2 separate regions of the Mus musculus genome follow, and region 2 is linked to region 1. The links are chromatin contacts, called in public HiChIP or PLAC-seq maps. All regions are on one chromosome and are shown on one strand. The core of a region is the stretch at or near the end of the contact, and the rest is flanking DNA. Distances in the headings are between cores, read along the strand shown. Region 1 overlaps Igf2r (insulin-like growth factor 2 receptor). Region 2 holds the start of Igf2r (insulin-like growth factor 2 receptor).

Evidence for each region. HiChIP or PLAC-seq counts read pairs in DNA pulled down with a chosen protein or histone mark.
Region 2: a contact with region 1 is called in an H3K4me3 HiChIP or PLAC-seq map of intestinal villus epithelium, with 5 read pairs. The contact joins the promoter of Igf2r here to the enhancer-like site in region 1. A contact is called at or near these places in 17 of 39 promoter capture datasets (the 3T3-L1 cell line, 3T3-L1-derived adipocytes, the HPC-7 cell line and 12 more), 3 of 484 Hi-C or Micro-C datasets (natural killer cells, nephron progenitors and trophoblast stem cells), 4 of 115 datasets of contacts at active chromatin or transcription factors (CD8 T cells, embryonic stem cells, intestinal villus epithelium and 1 more) and 2 of 9 other capture datasets (adipose tissue and liver).

What each region holds. Positions count from the first base shown.
Region 1 is chr17:12,687,245-12,695,013 of GRCm38.p6, forward strand. It overlaps Igf2r (insulin-like growth factor 2 receptor), which reads right to left. Exons shown (of 48, transcript NM_010515.2): 37 at 6,759-6,920; 38 at 5,830-6,037; 39 at 5,395-5,541; 40 at 4,639-4,873; 41 at 3,913-4,049; 42 at 2,888-3,002; 43 at 1,746-1,892; 44 at 1,072-1,259. Among named protein-coding and RNA genes, the nearest start is that of Slc22a1, 15 kb to the left of the region's middle. Within about 2 kb of position 4,832, at least 29 of the 459 cell types and tissues checked have an H3K27ac peak or open chromatin away from gene starts, as enhancers often do. A contact at or near this core is called in CD8 T cells, intestinal villus epithelium and thymic regulatory T cells, where this site is marked.
Region 2 is chr17:12,765,212-12,772,980 of GRCm38.p6, forward strand. Igf2r (insulin-like growth factor 2 receptor) reads right to left here and starts at 4,495. Exons shown (of 48, transcript NM_010515.2): 1 at 4,189-4,495. The coding sequence starts at 4,322. The region is part of intron 1 of Airn (antisense Igf2r RNA); the gene reads left to right.

The DNA.
Region 1 (7,769 bases), core at 3,582-6,081:
CCAGCAAGAGGCCAGAGGAAGAGCTGTACATGACCCCACCCCTTCCATGAGCATCTTGTCATGAGTGACTACCATCTACTAAACATCTACTGTGATCAACTGCATGCATCAAGACAGCAGTTTTCAGTTAATTCCAAGAGTGTTCAATCACATTTCCAAATGGGACTGAAGTGGAAATCCACCGAGCTAGTACTTGGTGTATAAATGGACCCTGATCTAACCTCACTCTTATCAGTCCATGTTCTCTTGATCATCTCAAAATGCTATTTTAAAAGTTCATAGGGCCACACAGTTCAAAAAAACAAATTACAAGAATTATATGGTGAATGGTAAGTTATTTAAAATACAGATACACATGTGACCTGCCAGGAACATAGTCACAAGAGCACAAGAATGCCTGGTGCCATCTACAACCTTCCCACACCCATCTCACTGAGCTTGCCAGGATTCCTCCACTGTGCATGTGTGTGCGCGCCCGTATGCGTGTGTGTGCGCATGCACGTGTGTGTGTCCCTCTATCGTGTGGGTCTCAGGAGTGAAGCTCAGGTCTTCGGGCTTGGCAGCCGGGAGGGCCCTTCCCCACTGACCAGCTCCCTCTTGCCCTTCTCTAACACTCCTTGCCGTTTCTGAAGGAGGATGTAGCATGTTAACGCCAGGCCGCAGTGAGTGTGCCCTGTGACGTCTCCTGCCTTGGCCCATCAGAGTAGCGCCAGCTCGTAAAGGGAGCTGACATAGGTCTGAGATCGCCATGCCGTGGGTGTGTGAGGCCACCACGCCATGGGTGTCTGAGCTCGCCACGCCATGGGTGTGTGAGACCGCCATGCTGTGGGTGTGTGAGCTTGTCACGCCATGGGTGTGTGAGCTCACCATGCGTGGGTGTGTGAGACAGCCATGCCGTGGGTGTGTGAGACAGCCATGCCGTGGGTGTGTGAGACCGCCATGCCGTGGGTGTGTGAGACCGCCATGCCGTGGGTGTGTGAGACAGCCATGCCGTGGGTGTGTGGATGAGCACGGGAAGCTCTCCCTGTGAAAAGCTGTACCCGGAACCACTAACAGGAAACTGCGAGTTACCTTGGACGTAGTACTTGGTCATGTCAGAGGTGCCTACTTTCCTGCTGAAATGCTGGTCATTGGGCTTCACCTGGCAGATGTTGGCACCAGCGCATGCAGGGTAAGAAGAGCTGGTGATGGAGGAGAGCTGGATTTCATACAGGTAGTTGTCCCCATTGGTCCTCATGTCTCCAGAGGCGCTGAAGAGCCTGAGGCAGAGGAGAGCACAGCGGTCATACTCCTTCCTCTGCATGCTCCAGCCCTTCTCTAACACTCCTTGCCGTTAACGCTACATCGGCCTGCCCAGCCCCGCCTCCTGGAATGACTGCACTATCTCACACACTGCGGACAGCACATGCAGTGCACTTGCCCCAAGACAGCCCGTGACACCGCTAAGAGATGGACCTTACTTTTAGCTAACATGCTGGTCAGCCCAGAGTTCCTTGTTCTCTCTGTGTCCCGAGACTCTTGGCTCCAGCAGTAAGGGCAGAGGGAAACTGCTTTTTATAAGAAATTCACCACTGAGTGTCAAATGACAAAGAAGCAGTCCTTTTGCTTGGTGTAAGCCAAACTTGGTCACTTCCCAACTGTCACTGAAGCCTAGACTGCCTACCTGGCAGCATGCCTACAGGGCAAGACTTACGGTCTTGTTCCCTCGGAGTGTGTGTCAGCCAAACAGGCAGGCTTCCACTTACTTAAAATAAATCTCGCCGAGGCTGAAGCTCTTGCCGGTCACAGGGTTGGTGAGCGTTCCGTTCACCATGGTCACCTCCTGAGGCCTCACCGCGCAGGCAGCCCGTGAGTACCAGTAAAAGTAGTAGGTGCAGCTGACACTGTCAAACCTGAGAGGGAGCAGACACGGTTACCTCGGGGCCACACACAGCAAGGCTGCCACACACATAGCTGGAGAGGCCTGCAAGAGGCAGTCGCCCGGGTTCTTAAGGGTCCTTGGGAGCCACCGCTGTTGGTCCCCACGGGGACTGTGTGAGTGACAGCTCTGGGCCAGGACGACTGTCCTGGTCACTATGCTTCAGCACAGTACGAGGATAACATTAGCAACGTGGGAAGCAGACGAGGATGCAGTGCCTGCTCACCCTAGGGACACAAACCTGTGACTCCAGCCACTGAGACAGAGGTAAAAGGTGGCAAGTTCCTGTCACAGTTACAGAACAAATCCAAGGCCAACCTGGACACGTTAGTGTCATCCTGTGTCAAACAACAAGACAGCTGGAACTACCGCTCAAGAGCACAGCACCTGCCTGGTTTGCTCGAAGCCCTAGGTTCAACCCCCATCCCCACAGAGAAAAACCAAACTCAATAAAAATGCCTTAGCATATGAAGCTGGAAGCTCTGAACCGAGACTTGTACAAATAGTCTCTTAGTCTCAGAAATTAAAGACCCTTTCAAAGCAGTTTCCAAAACAGCAGTTCACATGCTCCCCCTGTTGGCCACAATCCCTCTAACATCACCCAACAACTGCCTGCAACACCCAGAACCTGCTTGTTGGTGGTGCAATCAGCACCCCCTTAATTCTCCCATGATGAGGGGCAGCAGCCAGATCTGCACTGCTCAGGCTAGCGTCAGCACCTCCAAAGCTGATTCAGGAGTATGTTTCTTAAGGCAAACCAGGCTAAAAAAGCTGAGGTGGCCTTAGCCCTCAGATGGAGTAGGGGTACCTCCTGTGGGAGACAATCTGTCCTCTAAGGCCTCAGTCTCAGTGGGCATTTCTGCCACACACAGTGCCAGTCCCAGACACCCTCTCCTCTGTGTGCACATTCCCAACTCCCACGTGGAAATGGGGGAGGCAGAGAGCACAGTGTGCTCGCCTGTGGCTCACCTCTTGAATGCAGGCCTGCCCACAGTCTTCGCACAGGTCAATTCGATTACAGACGATGCAGTCTTATTCCCACCACAAGGATAGCCTTTCGAGTAAGTAACAATGACCGTTTCATCTGAAACATGAGACAATGAGTTGGCATTATTTCTAGTGCACTGCAGAACAATATCGGGGCTTAAAAATCTACTGCAAAGGCAAGTGCCGGCTGTCTAAAGGTGCCCTCCATACTCAATGGCAGTTACTGGCCCATACACTCAACCCATACCACCATAAGTAAGGAAGCAGCAAGACCATGAGCTTCCTGGATCCTCAGGAATGAATGCTAAGCCTCCATGGCCACACCTATATGACTAGCATCCAGCTCTACAGTAGTCAGGAACTTCGGGAATAGAGAATTCCTAAGATGTGAGTTTGCCCAGCTGGTTCATGTGTTGAGATTTTAATTCTCAAAGGGAGGCCACTTTCTTGATTGAGTTTGTTATTAAAGGCCATGGGAATTCCCTCAGAATCCCCTCTCCATTTCAATATCCATGTCACCTTGTAGTTCAAACAGCGCAATCGGGATCCTACTCTAGCCTTAGAGGCAGAGTAGAATGTCTAACCCCCAACACAGCCTGGTCCTTGTGTGCTCCCTTAGTTGGGAAAATGTGCCTGTCCTCTAACAGCCGATCCCTTCCTTCCCTTGATGATCGTGTCATGATTCCTAGCCAAGAGCTCAAGGGAACACGGAGCCATCTGTACAGCGCCCTGTGTGACCATAGCTTTTTTAGATGTGTGTAGATGTACATTGAGAAGCCAATGTGCATCCGGAACATGATCAGCGAAGGTGCTTTGAACAGGCTCCCTGTGCCTCAGAGTATCAAAACAGCATGGACTTCATGTTCCAGGAAGGGGGTAGAAATGCTTCAACTAGTCACCGGGTTTCCACCAAAGCTCAGGCACTTTCTCCATCACACCAGGGACAGCCTCACCTTGCCAATCTTGATGCAGCAACTGAGTCAAGTACAAACACCCCAGAGCCTTACCTATGACTTCCAATTTTTGTGTATGAACAAGCCCCAAAACCTGGACTTGACCAGTGGCACTCTTCTTGCAAATGCTGGCTCTTTCAGAGCAGTCCAGGGGACCTTTGTATACTCTTTGGCACAGATTGATAAAGTACCTACAGAATGACACAAAGGGGTGTAAAAAGGGCAAATGAAAGTTCTACTTCGAGTACACTGGACAGACCTGTGGACTCCACACTACCTTGGAAGGTAACTGACTCCCTGATAGCCTTGGGGGTGCAGAAGAAACGGAGAGTGAAGCAGCCATACAGAGTAGCTGACTCAACGGGCTCACATGTAGTGGCATGTCCCCATGCATCCCTGACACAGTACAGACAGGAGAAAAGGCTATGGAGGGATAGCAGGCACTCACCTAAGTCCCCCAATTCATAGCAGCCCTGATTTGCAGCAGACCCTGTGAGGCTCAGGGTCCCTGGCACAGCAGGCACTCCCCACATGGAACAGTCAGGGTAATTAGTTCAAAAAGCAAAGGCAGTGCTAAAAGAGCTGGCAAAAGTCTTAGAAAACCTATCCTGCCCTCAAACCTGAGCAACTGTCAGGGCTCCGGTCTCTGTGGGTGCTCACCAGAACTCCCCATACACTGACAATCTAGGCTGTGTCTCAATGAAAGCCTCAAACCCCACAGCTATGTGATATTCCTGACTTTGAAAACTTGAGGGACCACAGGCAGTGTGGCATACTCACGAGTTTCCTTCATGCACAAAGTCCCAGGACCCCGTGAGGGATGAGAGCAGTCGCAAGTCATAGGTCTTATGCTTCTGAACAAACTTGCACTCCATCTTCTTTGGAGGGCAGACAACTTTTGTCTTCCACTCAAATGTCACCTCACACCCACGATCTTCACTGAACACTTGTGGTCTCCCAATATCTTCACTTTCATCACACGTAAATATGATCGCAGACATCCGGTAGCTGTTGGCTGGGGAGCAATAGTGTGCAAAGGTCAGACCTAGGGCGGGGCACAAACCTTGACTTCTCCCACCTCTTTATTACTCCTGGCTGTTTCCCCAAGTGCAGCCCCAGCCACAGTTTGTCTCACTCCTTAATCTATCCACTTACAAACTCAGTTCCTCAGACCACACCAAAATCCCTCCTGGGAAAGCATTCAATACTTGCCTACACATTAATAATGGCAAGAATTTAAAGAATCAGCCAAGCATCTGTAACAACCTCAAAACTTCAGGGCCACCCATAGAAGACTTGGAGCTAGTCATGAGTCAAATGCTTGTCCTCGATCATGTAGAGAACTACAGAGTGTGGGCCTTCACGCCACTCTCTTTCCACCCCTAAGTCGCAAAGGAGCTATGGTGCTCAAATTTGGCTCTCCATGAACATCATCCTTAGCCAACAAGAACAAAACTTACATAATAATCACTAATTAGCTTGGCCACCCATAGAACAACACCTGCTCCCCTCCCCCAAATTCAGCTACCCACTCACTCTGTCTGCAGAAGCCCCACTCGTGGTCACGATCATAATTTGCAGTTTTGCTACACCACAGTTTCGCTCGTCCCTCTAATACACATTCATCATAGCTCTTCCCTTTGTAAATGAAGGGGAAGACACAGGGCTCGCCATCATCCGTTTCTGGAAGGAAAGAGGCATGGATTATACACAAGCGTCAATGAATCAGCCATGCCTTAGATGCCACCCAAAGACTCCCTAAGAAGCTGTGTACCTGCCCTGCTAGACAGGATTCACCCAAACAGACAAGCAACAGACAGCATCATGTTCCAGACACAGGCATTCATACCAGGGAAGGAGATGTGGCAGGGTACAGTGCTCACAGGTCTGAAGCTTCATTCCTCAAGTATTTTTCTGCTAAGTCAATCTATTTACAAGAAATTTGAACTTGACCATACTGTGAAGAGTTACCTGGAGGGCAAGGATCACCATTCACATAACTCAGAATGACTGCTTCATCTTGGTGCCTGTAATCCAGCTGCATCGATGCAAGGCGCCCAAAAGAAGCTCCTTTGTTCCCAGAGAGCAGACAGACACCGCCATCCTTGCAGCCTTCCTGGCCTAAGCCAGCTGCTGCTGTGCACACCCCTATACTGTATGTGCGGGCATCCCGAGTAACCTGCAAGGACAACAAATGGCAATGTGTGGCTACTGACTGCTGTGACCAGAGCACAGGCTCCCACAGTTCACATCCCTGTACTGAATCGGACCATGACCCCTGCTGTTTTCCTGGCCAAGACCACCTCCAGAGAACACCAGAAGTCATCCTGGGCCAGTCTCTTTTCTATCTTGCCTTCTCCCTGGTGGCCCAGGCAGCCACCATCTGCTTTCTCCAGCCTGAGGCTGCTGCTCTGAGTCCCAGGTTCCCCCTTCCTTTGGGATGCAGAGCAGACAGCCCACGTGCGCATGGGCCTCGCTTTCCTCACTCACTGCGCTCATGTAGAAAACTATCCCTGAACTGCAGGCAGCAAGCCCTGAGAAAGGTTCAGAACTCAGCACTCACCAGGCTCAGTGAAAGCCCCCAGCCCACAGACTCATGCATGAAAGGCTCGCACGATGCTGCTTCTCCCACTTGTCTCTGTGGTTGGCAGACCGCATCTCTTTACCTTGAGCTAAGTCTGGCAACTCAGTGATCCTCTGTGGCTCCCAGTAACTATAGAAATCTTGCCCTGGCCCAGAGGTGTGTGTTCCAATGCATGTCCTCAAGTCACTCTGCCTATTATCCACTTGTGTCACAGAACTCCAGGGCCTGCCTCACAGGTTACTGATTCTTGTCCAGCCCTGTGTCAAAGCATCTTAGCCCTCTGGAGGCTGGCAAGGCTATGGGAAGGCAAGCTTACCTTGAAAGTGCTTGTGGAAAGGCTGGTCAGGTTGAAGCTATAGAGCAGCTGCTCATCTGTTACAGCACAACCCTGTGTCTTCACTTCGTCAGGACAGACAATCGGAGTCTCCCACTCAAACACAAAGTCGCAGTCATTGGTCCTTATCAGCTTAGGAGTTCCCTGTGGCCAAGAAAAACATGAGTCTTTTTAAAAAATGTGTAGCCCAGGTTTGCCTCGATCTCGTGATCCTCCTGCCTCTGCCTCCTTCAGCACATTCTACCGGTGTAAGCCACCACAACTGGTGAAAAACATTAGTCTTAAAAACCACCGTGTGAGGACAAGATCCACCATATTCTTTCCTGGGAATAGCGAAGACATACACCCCTGCCACACAGTACAAATGCAAGCATAGCAGAATCCAAGAGCAGGTCTGCATCCTGCATATCTAGACACCAGGAATGCCATGAGGGCAAAAGTATTTCAGCCACATGTGCCACAGGCCATGAACTCTGAATGAGAGCATAGCTCTCCATCACTCAGCAGCAGCAGCCACAGCCACAGCCGCCGCCGCCAGGTGGGTAGGAACTCTGTACACTTGCTGCTGAGCTCCATACTGAGCCATATGGGGAAAGAGCTTCTACTAAAGACGGAAAACACTGAGAAGGACAGAGCGTCAGCTGCTCAGGACACTGCTGCCCTGTGAATGACAAGCCCTCAGTGCATCCCAGATGTCAGCAGGTCGGAGCAGACAACAGTCCCACCTGCTCATCTGGTCCTGAGAGATAATAAAGCTATGTAATGAATGATGGCACATGCTAAAAATAAGTCTAATCAGAAAACCGATCACCTTATAGTTTAAAAAAATAAAGATTTTTTTTTTTTTTTTTTTTAATATGGGGGCTGGCGAGATGGCTCAGTGGTTAAGAGCGCCGACTGCTCTTCTGAAGGTCCCGAGTTCAAATCCCAGCAACCACATGGTGGCTCACAACCATCCATAACGAAATCTGATGCCCTCTTCTGGAGTGTCTG
Region 2 (7,769 bases), core at 3,245-5,744, 78 kb after region 1:
CATAATTAACAATCCTAGGCTAACACACACTTTTATGGTTAAAGGAAATGCATGTACACAAACGGAGGTGATCCAGGCTAACATGTGGCCCAAATTAGGCACATAAGCATTATTCTTTGCGAAGAGTTACAGGAGAAGGGGGGAAAAATCTCTAGAGATAGCAACTAAACCTACTGCAACTCCCAGCTGGCTTCATTATTCTCTTGTCCTCAATATAATAAAAACTCTCCAGTATTCATACCCAAACAATTTGGAGAAAACGTGTCCGGTATAAATTTCAAAGTAGTTAACCACCAGACCAAGCACTTTATAATCAGTTCCAACTGTTAAGCCTTCCCCAAAAAACACTGTGAACACCTAAATCAAGGGTGGGAAGCATTTTACATACTTAACACGGCATTCTGCAAAGTTTAAAGTAGTAAGCTGAACCACTGAACAACCAGCCAAGAGCACCAGTGCATGCGGTCCACTCTGAGGGTCCTGCATTACCTGGCCTCTTCCCCCCTCCCTGTGTTGTTCTCACTTATCCTGCCCCACTGACCTTCACATGTTCCCTACACCAGACCTTATCCAGGCCAGTGCCACCACCAGCAGGCTCATCAGTCTAGTGACCTTTTCTTTACACCAGCATCCCACATCTTGAGAGACCCAAGTAACTTCTTCTACAGCACACTTCCCTCCAGACATTTGACAAATATGTATGATCAGCCAGGTCTAGCAGTTCCTGAAATCTGGCTACAACAGAGACTGAGGCAGGTCGATGGCAAGTTCAAGACCAGTCTGGGCTTGGCAAGCCTTTGTCTCAGAACAAAAGATAAAAGAAGGGATGGCACTTCCCTCCCATGCATGAGGACCCAGGGTCAGTTGGTGCCCAGTATCTGTGTGACTGCATCTGTGTGCATGTACATCTCTCCAGTCTCTTCAAAGAGTAAGCAGGCTGTGTACCGTGCTGTTCCAGTAACCTATACTCCCCTCTGCTGTGTCTACTGTACATACAGTTCACAGAGCAGGCCTCTCCACTGTGCAAATATCCTGAGACCTGCTGCTGAAATGATCCCTCCACTTGGGTTCCTTGACCCCTCCCCCAAAGCCAGATTCCGTAGAAACTGCACCCCTATCCCAGTGGTCAGAGCCCTAGCTCATCCCAACGCTCCACACCAACCAGACACCCCAGAAATGGGTCAGGACTCCCCTCCTGCTCTCTGAAAAGTATCCTCTCTTGAAAGAGGCTGTTCTCCCACAAGTCCAAGAACCAACTGCCCAGGCTCAGGAACGTCCCATGATGCCTGGGCAGGCCAATACCTTTACAGAAATAATTTCCGGTAGTGCTCTGGGCACCAAACCACACCACATCCATCTGGGTTTTTTTTCAACAGGGAAAATGTAGCCCCTGTTTCAGTTGGTTTACCAACCCCTGGAATACAGTCCTGACCACATAAGGAGCTGCCTCCAAGTGACCAGGTGCCAAAAACAAACACAAGGGCACCAACTACAGGAGTCTACTGTTCACTCAGGAGACCCCAGGGGGCTATTTACATCTCAGCCATGGAGTCTGTAGGCGGTGAGGCGGACAAACACGCCATACTCCCTTGATACGTTATGGGCATTATACTGGATTTAGAAAGAATCGCTAACCTCCTTGTGTGTGCGCTAACCCTAAGGAACTTGCAGGTGACGTTTTCTAGCAGTAACTGCCCACATTCCCAAGGAAGAGGCTAAAAGCCTGTGGCAGAGACTCTTAAAGGGCTGTGAGTCCAGCTCTGGAAGAAAACAGCTGCCTAGCTTGCCCCTGACTTTGAGCTCCTGGGTTTAAGCTCCCAGAACAAAAAAACTAAACAGACCATACAAGACAAACTACACTCTGCAGGCTCCAAGACACTCAAAATGTTTCTAAGAAAGAGCATAGTTACAGGCAGGGGATAGGTGAGAAGGACTGGGAAGTTCACTACTCCTGAGGAAAGCTAGAGGAAGAAGAACCTTAGAGACGTCAGAAGCTGTGAAGGGCACCTCTAACACAACCTTAGACCCTCTCTAGCACTGGCAAAGTCACACCATGTGAGACAGTGGCCCCAGTAGACTAGTACAAAGGCCATTCATTCCACAAGGTAAGGACCAGCATCTCCACTGGAGATGAGGTGAAAGACCACAAGTTCAAGACAATGAGATGACCATGCACAAGTGAGCAGCTCTGAGACTCCATGACGCTCAGTTCTCCTTGACAAATTCTACTCTACTAAAATATAAACTCTAAACTGGGTGGGATTAAAGTGCCGCCTTTAATCCTGGCACTTGGGAGCACACAGGCAGACAGATTTATGGGTTCAAGGCCAGTCTGGTCTACAGAGTGAGTTCAAGAATAGCCAGGGTGACACAGAGCAACCCTATCTCCCCTCCTTCCCCTCACCAAAAAAAAAAAAAAAAAAAAAAAAAAAACTTAACTCTAGGAGACTAGACAGTTAACAGCTCAGCAGTTAGGAGTGCTTGCTGCTTTCGCACAGGATCCATGTTCAATGCCCAGCATCCACGTGGAGCCTCACAGCCATCTGTAACTTCAGTTTCAGGGGAATCTGGTGCCTTCTTCAAGGACACCGTAAGGTATGTGGTAAACAGACATAAATTCGAACAAAATACTCACACACATAGAATAAAAAAATATTCTCTTAATTTTTTCGAAGAAATTAACCTACTATAGCTAGAGAGTTGGCCTTTGGAGGGGGGGGGGATCAATTCTTAGCAGCCACGCAGGCTGCTCACAACCTGTAACTCCAGCTCCAAGGACTCTGAGACCCTTTTCTGGCCTCTGCATGGCAGACACAATGGACACGCATGTGCGCACACACACTTTAAAAATAATGGTGTAAAAAAAAAAAGTGAATTCTAAGGCAAAGGCCGCAGGTCTGTAGTAGAGTACTTGCTTAGCATGCCTGGGCCCTAGGTTGGATCCCCTGTACCAACGCCTTCAAAAGAAACAAATTCCAGTTATCTAGCAAGACCGTGACTTCCACAGCACTAGACCAGCTGTGTTAATTCTTGGTCACAGCAGCCCTAAATCCAAAATTTTCTGTTCTAAATGTTCCCCCCTGGGCCTACTATTGTTTAAGGGGCACCCTTCCTCCATATCATGAAGTTACCGGGGCAGCAATCTATCTTTGGGCAGCTAATTGGTCTATAAGCCGCAGTGCAGCAGTGTCTCCCTCCAAATACTCTCCAAAATGAGAAATAGAATTCTGGTCAGCTCATTCTTACACTAACAAGTCCTACAAATTATTAACTCCAGGTGAGAGAACAAAACTCTCTGATACAAAGGACTAAAGAGCCTGGACTACCATTAGAAACATCAAGTTTGGCTCAGCCCCGTCTCATTCTGAGTCACTTTTGAAAGTCAAGGGTAAAGCTGGCTTCAAGATTCTCTTCCCGCTTCCTTCTTATCAAAGTTTTTAAAACAAGAAAAGATTTGGTTTCCCTTCACCCTAAAGAGCCCAGAGGAGGCCTGTCTCCAAACTAATGGTATTGGAAGTTCCCTAGGCCCACAAGTCTGTGTCCAACACCAACAAACTTCGACAGGACTGGAAATTATACAACCTTGGATCCCAGAGCAGAAGACTCCACTAGAATAATCTACTCTGGAGACAATGACATCATGTGAGCAACCACACAGGAAGCTAACTGAGAGACGTGAAGGGTAAAGTCTTGAAAGCCTACAGAGATGACCACCTCTCAACCCTTGTCAAAAGAAGAAAAAGCTTCAACCACTGACAAATGGCTACTTTAAATAAGGAAAACTGAGAGTTGCCACAGAAGGGGTCAATCTGCAGTTGAAACCACCACTACCCAACTCCAAGAGCATCGCGTGGGTTCGCACTCCCTGGAGACTGCACACTAGAGGGGACGCCTCCGAAGCCCCACGGCTGGAACTTCAATGGAAACGTGCAGCGGGACAAAAGCCCAGCCTTAGCTCTGCCCCCTGCAACTTCCGACGGACACACCGGGCCCCGGGAGTCGCACAAAGCCGCCCGACTTATGACAGCCACAAGTGGCCGGGCACGGGGGGCTCCGGGGGCCAGTGCCACGGCGGCGCGTCCTCCTGCGCCGCCGCGGCCACCACGCGGGCAACTTTCCCGCGGGGGCGGGGCGGGGCGGAGGTCTGCGTGTCCTCGGGGCTCCGCGCCCGCCACGCAAGACACCCACCTGCACAGGGCGTCCAAGTCGACGGCCTGGGCCTGCGCGGAGCCCGCGGCCGCCAGGAGCAGCAGCAGCAGGAGCGGCGGCAGGAGCGCGACGCGCGGCCCGGAGGGCACCGGTCCCAGCTGAACGGCCCGCATCGCGTGTGGCGTGGGGCTCACGGCGGCTGGCCGTTTGGAGCCGCGCCTGGGACACGGTCGCGCCACCACAGCGGAGTCGAAGCTGCAACGGGAGCTGGAGGGAGAAAGAGGAGAGAGAACTGGAGCCAGGGGGGAGTGCGACGAGGAGGCGCTCCGTGGCCGTCCCCGGAGCGTCACGTGACCTGAGTCGGCCCGCCCCCGCCCCGCCTCCTGCTCACGTGACGTCCTCGTTCAGGTGCTCTCCGCCCAGTCCCGGGTCACATGAGCATCGCACGCGCGCGGGACAGGAAGTGTTGCGGGCCGGGCACGAGCGCCAGGTACCTACTCGAGGCCTGACAACCCCAGGGTTGCTCACGCGCGGCGAGGGGTGACGCCTCAGAGCCAGACCTCAGTTTCCCCGTCCAGCACCCAGGTTGCGTCTGCGCTTGAGCGCTTCCTAACTCTCTCTTCTTCAACCGAGACCAGTACGGTGGCCGAGATGGAGTTAGGTGGAAAAGCCCAGGTTGATGTTTAGTGTTGCAAGTGGATGCAGGGTTAAGAGGTCAGTCTTTCTAGAATCCCGCGTGGGAGTTTCCGACTCATGCCCCGGAGAGCCTCACAGCAGCTCTGTGGAAATGTGACTTCCCAAGCAGGGCTTTCTACAGCAAGTTAGGTGACTGGTGGACTAATATGCAGTGTGCAGAGAAACCAAAATGTAACAAGCAAATGACAAACAAAAAAAAACTTTTAGCGTGAGATTGCTTACTATGTAGCTCAGGCTATACTGGAGTTCAGATCCCTCTACTTAAGCCTACCGAGTTCTAGGTTTAGAAGCGTGTACCACCACCTCTGTTACAAAGTTTTATTATTCTGTAAAGATAATATGCAGCATCCATATTACATAAGGCGGTAACCTAGTGAAAGTACAGTAAATGAGCCTTAGGAAATGGCTCAGACTGTAATGTGCCTGCGGGTCTGAGCTCAAGCCCCAGCACCCAACCCCTGGAACTTTGGTGGGGAGGCAGAGACGAGGGCATCTCCGATGTTTGCTGGCCAGCCAGGCTGGCTGAATGTGGCCAGGTCCGCTGTTATTACCAAGAAACCAAGAAGAGGTCACTGGGCAGGAAGACAATCTGGCTGTGACACCAGGATTGGTCAACTGATCTTACTAGCTAGGCAGATATTCCATTCCTTCACTCCACGTGCATCCCTCCAGGAGCTGCCTGCTGGATGGAAGAGGATGGCCTGTTCCTGATGAAGAAGGACCATTTGAGGGTCAGGGGTACAGGAGTAGTCCCTTGATAGAAGCTGGAGTTCATGTTTGTCCTCTCTAGTGTTAGAACTAATGCAGGCAAGTGTTGTCAGTGAGAAAACCGCTAAATGAAGAGTTAGCTGTGAACCAGAATGTAAACTTCCACTCAAAGTATCATCCCCAAAATACATTTTCTTTGGATGGCTTTGGAAATGGAGCACCCCATAAACCAAGCCTTTGGTGAAGTCTTGTGTCCCCAGGTGATGGCATTATTGAGAGGTGGTTGTATCACGAAGACTGTGACCTGATCAATGAAGTAATCCATTCATTGATTCATGATCTGATGGCATCTCCTAGTTAGCTTCAGCTCTCAATGTGACACAGCCCAGAGCTGTCTGAGGTTGTCTCCATGTTGATGGCCCCATGGGCATGTCTGTGGAGCATTTTCTTGATCAAAAATTGAGCGACAAGGGTACAGCCCACTGTGAGCAGTACCATCCCCTAGACAGGGAATCCTGGACTGTGTAAGCGAGCAAGCTGGGCAGAAGCTAGGAAGAGCAAGCTGGTAAGCGGCATTCTTCAGTGGCTCTGTTTCAGTTCCTGTCTCAGTCCTGCCCTGAGTGCCTGTCCTGAGTTTTCTCAGTGATGGACTGTGACGTGGAATGTAAGCCAGTCCTGCCCTGAGTTCCTGTCTTCTCAGTGATGGACTGTGACGTGCCATGTAAGCCATTGTAACCCTTTCCTCCCCAAGCTGCTTCTGCTCAGAGTGTTCCATGGCAGCTGGTATCACAAATTTGGGGAGGGGAAAAAAAAAAAAGACTTCATTATCTCTTCTTGAAGTGATGCCATAAAAATTCAGTGAAGCGGAGTTCTAAAGCACAGAGCCACCTCACAGGTACAGAATTGATGTGTCAAAAAAATATCCCTTACGTTATTCAAGTAAGAACTGAGATCATGTTAAAACAGACTCAAAGGGAATTTAAAAACAAACAAACAAACAAACCCTAATACAGACAACGGAAAGTTGGGAATGCAGAAGAGAAATTAGCCAATAGATAAAGGGTTGGTTAAAAATCAAATACTTATCTGACTCAGACACAGCTTTAATTTCTCAAGTCAAACAATTGGATATTTTACTAACAGTATTCTACAACTTACAGAGTTGTAAAGTACCTCGTGACAATGAAAAGCTCGGGTGCCATAGATTAACCATTGGTCCCCTTTTCTCACCATAGACCAGGGCATATTCAACATACTAAACGAAAGGTTCCAGAATTATTAAGTCACAAGGTCTCAATAACCTATTAGCATGTTATTATCATTGTTCTACTGTATGGGTATGTTGTGCTTTTATTGTCCCTGTTTTATAAAACAAACTTGGGGGCTGGAGAGAGAGCTAGTGGTTGAAAAGCACCTAGGCTTGCAGAGGACCCAGGTTCAGTTCCCAGTACCCACAGCAGGTGGCTCACGATCACCTGTAACTTCAGGTTCAGGGTATCTAATGCCCTCTTCTGGCCTCTGTGGGCACCAGGCACACATGTATACATAAACACTCATACACATAAAAGTAAAATTTATTTAAAAGTCTTTATAAACTTTCATAAGTATGTATTGGTAGAAAACACACATATAAACACGTGCACAGCACACACACACACAGTTGTTCCAGGCTAGCTCTAGGGTTTGGGAATATAGACCCTGGAAATAAGGGAGACTTGAAAATCTAAAAGGATTTATTAAGCAGTACGTAGCTTTTCATTGAAGCTTATACACACAGAGACACACACAGAGAGACACATTTGTGTCTGTGGTGCTAAAGATGGAAGCCAGGGCCTTGGCTCTTAAGGCAAGAGCTTTACTAAACACTAACTTTATATCCCCAGCCCTAGCCAGAAATATTTTGATCTATATCTGTCTTTCACAATGTTCTAGACAAGGCATGCTATGACTTATATTGGCATCCTTACCAAGAAGTTCATCTTAACTTAAATCCGCATAGTAAAGCATGATTGACAAAAACTGCACAGGAGGATTCCAAACGCTCTGCAAACCTCCAGCACTCTCCCTCCCCGTGAGACACTGCCCTAGAGCACTGGATCATGCTATAGCCCATGGGTCGAATCAGGTCACACAGCTATTTTGTAAATATTTTTACTGGGATACAGCCATCCCCATTGCTTATGTGTCGGACTGGCTGATTTTGCCCACAAGAGCAG